Linked DNA regions of Mus musculus: region 2 is linked to region 1. A link is a contact called in public ChIA-PET data. All regions are on one chromosome and are shown on one strand. The core of a region is the stretch at or near the end of the contact, and the rest is flanking DNA. Distances in the headings are between cores, read along the strand shown.

What was found. ChIA-PET counts read pairs in DNA pulled down with a chosen protein or histone mark.
Region 2: an SMC1A ChIA-PET map of the G1E-ER4 cell line shows a contact between it and region 1, with 19 read pairs. The contact joins two enhancer-like sites.

The regions. Positions count from the first base shown.
Region 1 is chr3:23,924,602-23,930,387 of GRCm38.p6, forward strand. All of the region lies in intron 11 of Naaladl2 (N-acetylated alpha-linked acidic dipeptidase-like 2), which reads right to left. Among named protein-coding and RNA genes, the nearest start is that of Gm42191, 13 kb to the right of the region's middle. Within about 2 kb of position 3,705, at least 11 of the 459 cell types and tissues checked have an H3K27ac peak or open chromatin away from gene starts, as enhancers often do. A contact at or near this core is called in the G1E-ER4 cell line, where this site is marked.
Region 2 is chr3:24,045,809-24,051,594 of GRCm38.p6, forward strand. The region is part of intron 10 of Naaladl2 (N-acetylated alpha-linked acidic dipeptidase-like 2); the gene reads right to left. Among named protein-coding and RNA genes, the nearest start is that of Gm42191, 110 kb to the left of the region's middle. Within about 2 kb of position 2,768, at least 2 of the 459 cell types and tissues checked have an H3K27ac peak or open chromatin away from gene starts, as enhancers often do. A contact at or near this core is called in the G1E-ER4 cell line, where this site is marked.

The DNA.
Region 1 (5,786 bases), core at 2,455-4,954:
CATAACTCTATCGATATTGCTGTTATCTTTCAAAATAATTTTGGAAGTTACTAGTTTAAAACTGTCTCTACTATACCGGAGAAATGATTATTAGTAATCACATCACATTTTTGAATACTGAGTCTATTCATGTATCACCTATACTATTGGCCAAACATTACTGTTGATTACTCAGAATTGTTTGTAAATGGCATTCAGAACCTATATATAGCAATTTGTTACTCTAAGGAGTTTAATAAAACCTTTACACTTTGCTCAGAAAAAATCATTTGTCTATGACAATCACATTCTACTTCTCATACCTCATAACCTTGTGCTTGATAGCTAACTAAGTACCTAAAGTTTGCTTCACCCTTTAATTTTCATATGTTTTCTGAAATTTTTATTTGAAAAAACATGGCATGTCAAAATGACTATGACAATAATTAGGGCAATAAAAATGCTATATGAATAAGTTTGGCAGAAAATCAAAATCAGCCTCCAAATAAACTCACATCAAGATTATCAGAGAGGTTCCTGAAGGAGTAAAGCATCTGGCTGAACTTGGCTGTGGATCTCAACTACAGTGGCCTGTGGGTCTCAACTATAGGCTTTAGTGCTAAAACAGCAGAATGCTTCCCGGCATTTACACATGACTCGAAGCCCTGAAATACTGACATTACATCCATAAGTGGGGTTAACGTCAGCTAATAATAATAATAAAAACAAAAACAAAAACAGGAAGGAACTTATTCATTGTTAATTCAACTGATTTATGGCCATTTGTAATTATAGATTTTTTTCTACCAGTTATGCTTTATTTTGTCCTTCTTCTAAAATTGGTCATCCTACAAGTGAAGCCATAGTTAAACATAATCTTTTCCAAATAGTCACAGGAAAAGAGATATTTTTGAACTTTAAAGAAGTAAATATTACAATGATAGCATCTTAAATTATTGCAATAGATATCTTTATAATATAAATTCTTAAAAACCCGAGTTTCAATGTATTACTTAAAGTTATTTTAATATTTTGCTTTAAATAGCATTTAATATGTATGTATTGAAATATCCACTAATATTCACAGCAGGGAAGTTTCATTAAAGCATACAATTAAAAATTCTCTACACTTGCATATTATTAAACTTAAATAGTTTTCTCCTTTTGAATATGTTAATATTTAGTAGTCAATAGTCAATGAAAATTTGCATTCTGCAAGCAAATTTTAGCAGTGCCTCTATTATAATTTATAAAATTGTCCTTAGAGTTTCTTTAGAGTTTCTATTCATTAAGGTAATATTATTTGTTTAATAAGTAAAACTCCTATTCTTACTAGGTTCTAAAAAAAATGAAATTAAGCAATAAAGTTACTACTAAGATAGCATTACTACACTTTGATATTGCATGCAAGCTTAATTACTGAGTTTGCTCAATGTTATATTATAGTTTACATAGTTCTTCTCATTCCTTAACTGATATTAGCTAATTATGGCATGACTCTGCTGCAAGTACCTTTGATTGGCTTTCAGTAAGACTCATGGAGAACACAGACTGGCTAATGTAGTCAATGATCTTCAGGGCTCTACCTCTATCTACTTCTTCAAAGTTAGGTTTACAGATGTGAATAGCTGCATATCATTTCTAGATAAGTGCTGAGAACTTGAATTCGGATCCTCATGATTGTAAGACCTAGCTATTTCATCAGCCTTATATAAAAATTAATAAATAATATTTATCAATGCTGTAAGTTCAATCTTTAAGTGCTAATACCCAAGCCAGTAAATTATTCCTACAATTGCTTTTAGTCACAAGTTACTATCATTATTCTCACTATATAAGAATTTTCATATCTGCACTGGTAATCTATTTAATCGAATAAAAATTGCATATTATGAAATATTACATTAAAAAACCAGTTACTATTCGAAGTTATTTTATCTCCTTTATTCATAAATGTCTTCACATTTAGAATTTTTTCCTTGTTTAAAGTTCACATGAGTAAATATGTTTATTTCATTTTCTTTTTATCTGTAGTGATTCCTTTCTGGATTTAATAGTCAAACTGTCTGAGGTGCACAATTTTGAGCAGGAGAGCATGACAACATTTTGACAATATGTCCCTGTGAAATAACTGAAAGTATTAGTCCTGAAAAAATTTAACACCAAGGAAACAGATAACTTGGTTCGTTTCTTAGGATTCGGCTTACAGTAAAACCCAGTTGAATGTAAGAATATGCATGTGGACCCAGGTCTTTGCAATGTAAATTAGAGTTTCAGACTGGGAAATTCTTTACTTCTCCACTCAGGGTCATGTTAAATCTATTCCATTTGAACACCAATCATTGCAAAGAGTGGTAGAGGCTTGACCTGAAGCAGACATTTAGTTACACTTATAACTACTCTAAGGAGTATGGAAAAGGACTTTTCATGCTCACGATGAATGTATGTAACCATCCAGACTTTAAGAATCTGAACTGAGATACCAAGGCTAATGATCCTGCACTTATTTTATAAATATTATGTATCTATCTCATAATCTTACGCATATACAATCCTCAAATTGAAACATATTGAAGATATAAGAAAATATATTTATATAATTTCTGGTGTGATAAAAGACTATGTTTGAAACTAAAAAGGGGGCCTGGGGAAGAGAGGGAGGAAAGACCCACACCCCGCCAGAATTCCATCTATATTCTGGTCAGGCAGGCATGGGAGGGCTGCCACATGCTTTCTACTCAGCCAGGGGTGGGCATCCAAACCTTTGACCTACTCTTCTGGGGGCGGGGTGGGGTGAACAAGGGCAGCCCAACCTGGGAGTCCCAAGGCTACTTTCCTAAAGTTATAGAAGAGAGGGAGCACAGGAAGGCCTTCCATCAGGAGATTAGAAAAGGCTCATTAGGAGAAAGCCTATCCCATCCTCCAAGTGCAGTGGGCCTTGATGAGCAGAGACATTCTATGGTTTTATAGCTTTATTGTAGAAAGGCAGGGAGAAAGAGAGAAGGTAGAAGAGAGAGAGGGTGAGGAAAGGCTAGAGAGAAAGAGAGAGTAAGAGGTAGAGAGGAGAGGAGAGAGGAGAGGAGGAGACAGAGAGGAGAGAGAAGTGAGAGGTAAGAGAACAAAGGAGTGAGCGAGATGAGGAGAGGCCAAACAGCTCCTCTTATGGTCTTTATTGTTACTAGGTAACTGGGGAGGAGTTTAGCCTGAAGGTCAGAAGCTTGGGACATTGCCTATGTGACTTCTAGCCATGCTTCTCTTGTGAGGGCTGGGGGAGGGGGGGTGCGGAAGGGGTAGTAACTTAGGCAGGAGCCAGAGTTCCAGAGCATGAGGGAATGCCTACCATGTCATGTAGGCAAAGTATCACCACTCCAGGGTTCAGACCTCAGCTCAACTGGAGACTAGCCTGTCTGTGCATAGCCCAATGCCCCACAAGACTATTCTGATAACAGAGAACAACACAAAGCAGTAAAGTTTAGGAACTTGGAACATTATGTCCAGTGGACCTGGAGACATGGGTATAGCCATTGTCTTTCTCCTGTGATACACAAGGCTCAGCAGTATAGTAACTTTATCTTTAGTTTACAGAAGCATGAATGTGGACAGCATCTCACATGGGAGTAACTGAAGCAAGTGTGTAAACGATATCTGAACGTTAACCTTGCTTTCAACTGGATAGGATCTAGCACTACAAGACTAAACAAGCCTCCAGGACAGCCTCAGGATATGGTCTAGATCACGTTAGGCTCTAGGCGTGTCTGTAGGAGATTAGACTGAGTTCAGAAGCCACACCCTAACTGTCAGCAGCTTTCTGATGGTTGCTACTCACAAGTTGAGAACAGCAGCACTAGACAGTGCATTTCTTCTGCAAAGAGATTTTAAATCTTCAATACCTAGCAATTTCTAGAGCAGAAGATAGGTCCAGGGACCTGTACAGTCCTTTAGAGTTCTCAAAGGACAGAATCTTTTCACTGACACAGTCGACATTTCTTATACAGTTGAAAACACAAATGAACATTTTTATGTGTAGCCATAAAAGGCATTTTAAAGGCACTCAGCTCTGAAAAGAGAAAAGCTTTCATGAAATGCGATGTTGAGGTTATAATACCTCAGAGCCTGTAACATGTTTAAGCAATTTCTGTAAACCTGGCACACTTCTGCACTCTTCGGAGATCTTAAAGTGCCAGGACCAGTAATGACAATGTTATATAAAAATAAGATTTTTTTCTTCATTATCATTTTCCTTTCCTTTCTCAGTCAGGACAAATGTCTGTGAAGTCAATCGTTTTAATTTCTGCCTTCTCTCTCCTATATCCTTGAGTCTTCATGTTGTCCTGACTTATCTGATCTCAAGTTTTAGAAAGTTTCTGTTTCTACTTATTTGTTACATATTTCACTGAGAAGTTTTTGCTGGAATTAAGGCTTGGATTCTCCTGGCATGGACATTTTCTTGGTGAGAAAATTAGAGTGAATACAGCCTTCTTTTACTTCTCAGGAACAGCAGCTACTAAACTATTAGGAGAGAGTCATTTATTTCTCATGGGTAAATTACAGTTCATATTAATTGGTTTCAGTCAGGAAAATGGTATTACAATGAAGATCACTGAGCCTTAAACTCCAAGTTACAACAAGCATAAAGCAATAGGGTAGTCTGTTCCTATTAATAAACAATTCTGCATCGTGGGCATCATTTCAAGTTCATGGTCACTGAGTCTAGATATACAATGAAATACAGTTTAAATCTTAAAAGCCATGTTCAAGTACTATGATGTCTTTCTTTTGGAGTCACACATTTGTGAGCCATGTGGGCTGCATGCTCTTAGTTTTTCTAAAGACAATGGTGTTCTGTCAAGTATATACTTTTAAAAACAGTGACCAAAATGAATTGCAGTATCAATGCAGCTGAAACCTTCCTTCAGGCTGACTCTGTAGGCCTCTACCTTTACCTCCTGGTGTGCTTTCCACTGTCAAATGAGATCACAGGGCCCTAGACATGCAATGGCATTTCTACCACATTCAAAAAACCCAGGAAGGCAAACAAAGCTCCCTTTTTTACATTTCAATCGACTTTCAATGAAATATATATCAACTGTAGGCAAAATAGTGAGTGTCTTTTGCTTTAAAGTGTCCTGTTTAATATTTCCAGTTTTGAAATATATATTTATTGGACACACATAGTTCACACACAAACATAAGCATAAACACACTCAAAGTTATATCCCCACAGAGTGTAGAAATATTAAAACAGTGCTGCCATGTAACTCTTTAGTGGTCCAGTTACAAGGCTTTCTCTATCCCTGCAAATCTTAAAAATTCTCCATAAAATTTCTGACTGACTCATTCTTCCAGTCAAGTCTAATTTAACTGTGAATATGTAACAACAGCTGAAGACCGCCTACTCAGGTAACATTGAGACCTAAAGCAATTATTAAAGTGATTCAAGCAGAAAAATGTCCTACTGAGGATGAGATAATGTTTGCTTGAACTATTCAGATTGGCCATCTATAATAATTAAATGCAGTAACTTCTTCCTCACTCTGCTTTCCCTGGGAAGAAATAGACTGTTTTTTATTAAAAATATAACCACAATTCATCTCAAATATTTGACAGTTTACAAAATGCTCTGATTCCATTAGAATTAATTCACACATTTAAGAAATTTCATATTCTTCAGAATTAGACAGTAGTCCCTAGGGGAAGTAGAGAAGATAGAAAAACCATCAATAAGCTACAGAAGATTTTTGCTTTTCTCTAAATTACTCTTATATATGACTTTCATCATATATAGCTATATTTGTATTCAAATCTGT
Region 2 (5,786 bases), core at 1,518-4,017, 120 kb after region 1:
CATGGAAATGTGCCATTAACACAGGGGTTCAACAAGATGAGCAGGTCCATTTCCACCTCCAAAGAAATTGGCTCCAACACAAAATTAGGAAACATGCAAGATATGACCACATCATCTAAAGCTGTGAGATGTGTCTGCACAGTATGTCTGACCAGCAGAGCAATCATTATATCTTCATTTTCAAAATTGGAAACCAGATTTGTCATTGATAGATTTTAACATGTTTTCTGCTTTATTTTCTTGGGTTTGAACATATTGATTCTCCCTACCACCCCCACTTTAGCTGTTCACCTTTTTTGCCTCCATTATTCTGCTCTGATCTGCTTTCCTGTTGAACATATAATAATGGGCTTTTATATGTATAAGGAATTCTAAGACCTACAAGTGAATGAAAACATGATATTTGTCCTTCTATGTCCAAATTACTTGATTTAATATGATGGTCTTCAGTTGTATACATGTTCTAACAATGTAATCATTTTCCTTACTGTGAACAAAATTACACTGAATACAAGATATGAATCATCTATCCATGTGCATATATTTGCGGATATTACTATTATCTATCTAGCCACCCACAATCATATTTTCTATGTTTATTCACTTGCTGATGGAATTCTGGGCTGATTAATTCATTCAATGACCAGGACAAGTACAGAAAATTATGAATGCAGAATTTTCTAGGGTCATTTTGCCTTGAGTCCTTCAGCAATGACAGGGGCAAGTGTAGAAGATTGTGAATTCAGAGTTTTCTAGAGACATGTTGCCTTGAGTCCTTCAGTTCCATAAACACAAGTAAAATGGGAGGGCCATGTCTGGTTCTACATTGAGGTTTGCTCATTTTAAAATCTTCCCTAATGTTTTAGAGTATCTGCAGGAATATCTGCACTCACCAACAGGGTTTATAGGCTCTATTTCCCCCACATTTTCAGCAGCATTTCTTACTTTCTCAAAAAGAGTTCATTTCATTTTTACTTCCTTTCTTTGAAAGAACTCTATCAAATTTTTGGACATGTTTACCTATAGTAATTTTGAAGATCTTTTGAAGAGAACTGCTCTCTTCCTTTCTTGTTTCATGTGAAAATGCTACTGATTCTCATGTGTTGATTTTTGCATTCAGTTATTTGGCTAAAGATGTTTACCAGTTCTGATAATCCTTGGGTCTATATAGTAGAGGATAATATTATTTATCATCAACAAAGATTTAATGTTTCCTTTTAGTATTTGCATCAGTTACATGAAATGTATACTTGTGGAGCTTAGAATTAAGTCATACATTTTATTTCACAATAGGATATAGAATTCAAGGAAACGCTAATATCCATCCATACCACAATGACTTCATATTACCAATTTATAGTGTTCTTTACCTTTGAAAATGGTCAATATAACTCATTACCAACTTTTTTCTAAGCATAACTAGGAAAATATAAATTAAGCATCATAGTTTTATGATGGTGTATGGAGATAGTGTAAGATGAAAAATATTTAAGAAATAGTATTAAGCAATGTGATGGTGACACATTTCTTTTAGTTTGTAACTGAACTCAAAAGCAGGCAGATCTCTGACTTTGAGGTCTGGTCAGTGTAGTAATTTCTAGGATAGCCAGGGCTACATAGGCAATCCCTGTCTCAAAAATAAACAGAGAAAGGAAGAGAGAGAGAGAGAGAGAGAGAGAGAGAGAGAGAGAAAGGAGGAGGAGGAGGAGGAGGAGGAGGTGGTGGTGGTTGTTTCAATTTTAAAGAAAGTAGGGATCCTATCAATTTCTTCAGAGATTAGCTTAAGTACAAAAAATAAATTTGACTATATGTGTAAAGTGGTTTTAAGACAATGATATCTGGTAAAATGTCATAATTGATTTTTTAAGAAGTATAATTTTCCTCATTACTTTGACTCTATTGCTGAATAGAGTATCCACTTAGCCAATAGTATGAGCCTTTTCTTTATTGGTTAATTAATTAGAGAGCTCTATCAAATAACAGAAAAATGAACATATAAATACTATATTTGAAAAACTCTGAGTGTATACTTAACAGTCAGTGTTTTGATGTGATTTTTTTTTAAAAATGGGGCTTTTAGCAACACATATGAAAACAACTTAGGATGCATTTAATTATGACTAATTTTCTATTATTTTAGAATTGCCTCTTTCCATATTACATTTTGCTGGTAGTATGTCACCTTTTATAATAACATCAATAGAGACCTCTCAAGTAAGTTTTCTATACTCATGTTTTGCAAGTTTAAGCCAAAAATATATTATGAATAAGCTGCTTATGTAGCATGGACATCAGGCATGCATCCCTGAACACAGGGATGTCCAACCTCAGACAGCATCTCACATGCAAAATGCCTTGACTTCTTTTCATGTTGCTATGATAAAATCTGTGAGAAAATGAACTCCTGGAGTAAACTGTAGAGGGCAAAAGTGCCATGTGCATACCTACAAGCACTGGAGAAACCAGGAAAGCTAAACATACAGCTTATCTCTTCAGTGGAATAAGGTGCTCAGCTGCTCTCCCTGGAATGCCCAGAATGATGGAGTTTTACAACCTGGTGATCCTTTCCTATCTGAGAAGACATGCTCTGCTCTATCTCCCAGAATTTACTTATCTCATACAGTGTCTTTCCTTATCTCTTAAAAGCTTGAGCATCACACTTAGACCACAAAACATGTCCTTACAAGTGAGTCCACTTGGGCTTTAAAACAGCCTAAGTGAAGTCTATTTTATCTTAGGTCCAGGACCATCCTGACTCTCACAGGAATTACAATTACCTCACTAATTCTCTCTAGACCCTTGTCTACAGCATTGTTTCTAACTCAACAAGAAACTATTTTAAGAATGAAGCCATATATTTTACTAAGAACTTCAATATAAACATATCTTAAGCTTTGTTATATGCATGGGGTGGTTAATTGTTATCAGGATTTTTTTTTTGAAACACTGTACTGTTCTTAATTATGTCTAAAGTTAAATGATCTGGGCCAGATTCTACAAGTCTTGGTCGAGTACCAGCTAGAATGACAAATGGCTGTGGCACTTCATTCTGACCTCATTCTGATCATAATTTCCCTACCTGCGTAAAGCAGGAGAGTCATGACAAAAAAAAAAAAAAAAAACAAATTGGTTAAGTTTAGCTCATAATTCACAGTAATGCCATACTATGATGTCATAGTGAAAGGAATTTGAGATAGTTGGTCACTTCATATCCACAATCAAGACACAGAAAGCACTGAATGCTTACTGCTGCTCCATTTAGTCCATTCAGAAAACCCCCAAAAGAAGATGGTTATTTCTAACCTCATTTAACTTAAGAGAACATTCTATGGGCATATCCAGAGACTCATCTGCTAGGTGATACCCATCAAACTCATAATTACTACTATACTGGCTGGTTTTGTGTGTCAACTTGACACATCTGGAGTTATCACAGAGAAAGTTTCAGTTGAGGAAATGCCTCCATGAGATCCAGCTGTAAGGCATTTTCTCAATTAGTGATCAAGGGGGAAAGGCCCATTGTGGGTAGGACCATCTCTGGGCTGGTAGTCTTGGTTCTATAAGAAAGCAGGCTGAGCAAGCCAGGGAAAGCAAGCCAGTAAAGAACATTCCTCCATGGCCTCTGCATCAGCTCCGGCTCCCTGACCTGCTTGAGTTCCAGTCCTGACTTCTTTCAGTGATGAACAGCAAGGTGGAAATGTAAGCTGAATAAACCTTTTCCTCCCCAACTGCTTCTTGGTCATGATTTTAGTGCGGGAATAGAAACCCTGACCAAGACAACTACTAACCATAAGTATGAGTGTCCCTGATCTGTGAGCACTGGCCGTTGTGCTTCGAAGGAATCAAAACTGTCAGTGAGCACTTTAAGAAAACTTTTATTGTATTGAGTTTACTTGAATGTATCTATTCTCTAAGTTCCAATCTCCGTTACTATTGCATGGAGGGAAGAAACCTTAGGTTTTATATATATTGAACTTCTGGCATACTACTAATTTTATAAAAACTGCATAAAATTGCTAAATATAGAATGCATACATTTAAATTAATATATGTCTAAACAAATCATATGAAACTTGCCATGTACTCTGAAGTTAAATATTGGCAAACCATTATGTAGCCTACCATTAAACCCACTTTAATAAAACTAAAATTTTTATTATAAAAAAATTATAAAATTTCATTATGTGTCCTTATGCCCTAATAATACCACTTGTCATTATACAGATCAACTACCGTAAATAGCATTGGAGTTAAAATATAGTGCCTATGATATATATATTTTGATCTGATTATGACAGCCATCCAGAAAAAATGTTCATATTTTGAATTCTAAAAAAAGACAAGCATATGGGAAAATTGTCCTCCTTGCAGCCATCTGGAAATATTAACCAATTTGAAGCATGATTTTTGAATTATCCATTTGGGTCTTAAGAGTTTCTCCATTCTTTGTTTTTTTCTCCCGATATCTGTCTCATATTTCAATTTCTTGTGTTTACTCCTCAGGCTCTTGGAAGCGCACAACAACTTTAATAGCGCTCCCTGTGTGACAGCCATTTCATATGTTGTGCAATCAAAGCTTCCCAGCCTGCTCTGTAACTGTTGATTTGTTGATTGGGGTTTAACCTTCTCTTCCAAAGAAATGTCTCTACAAGGCAGAATGCTTCATAGAACATCAGTATATGACAGTGTTTTCTTTTCTACTTCGTGTTTTTTTTTGTCAGATGAGCAGAATGATAATGCCCAGAGATGACCAGAAAAGAAATGTATAACATACTGAAGCATAGCTCATAGCCTCCAATGAGGTAAAGCTGAACACTTATTGTGCATTATACAATACAAAGTAGGCCACCGTAGTCAAGTCACCTTTCCCACACTAGGGTTCTTCCAGGCCAGAGAGTTTCAGGTCTCCCTACAACATGAGTGGTTTCAAGATGACATGTTTCCCTTTTCAATTTTTGCACTTTATTCAGAAGCTTGAGGAAGTTCATTACGATTTACTTAAATTACACACAGAAATTAACATCTAGGGAGCTTTTGAGTTATAAAGGTGAGATGAAAAAAAAATATATTTTAATGAGAATGAGCATCAGTTCCAATTTTTTTTTGCATCTATACCAAATCAACATACTACAAAGGAATAAATGCAAGAATCGATGATGTAGTAATGTTTTCCATTAAATTATACTGGTAACATTTATAAAATGCAAGACAATATCATTCTTTTCAATATCATGGTTTTGACTTTAAACATCTGTATTTTTATTTTTGTGTGTTTGTACAGGTATTTTACAGGACTGCACATGTTAATGAATGTACACATGGCGTGTGTGCTTATACAGACATGTGTATAGGACTGCAAGTGTTTATGCATGTGTACATGGAATGTGTACTTGTACAGTTGTGTACAGTACTGCATGTGTTAATGCATGTTCACATGTAACACACACATGTAGGAGCACAGGGCCACATTATATGTTATCCCTCACATGTAATTTACCTTATTTTGAGACAAAAATCTCTCATGGAGACTTGGGGATTCACTCGATTAAGTAAGGCTCGCTGTCTAGTGAGCTATGGTATTGCTGTCTCTATCTTCCCAGAGTCATGATTATAAATGGGTACCACCCTACTCACATTTTTCTTGGGCTATGGAGCATCATACCCAGGTCCTAATGCTTGCCAGCCAGCAATGGACCTAAGAACTAACTAGTTCTCCAGTACTTAATTAACTTCAAAAGTGTTCAGTTATTTGCAGTAATTGATATTAGAGTTAATTTTTAATAATA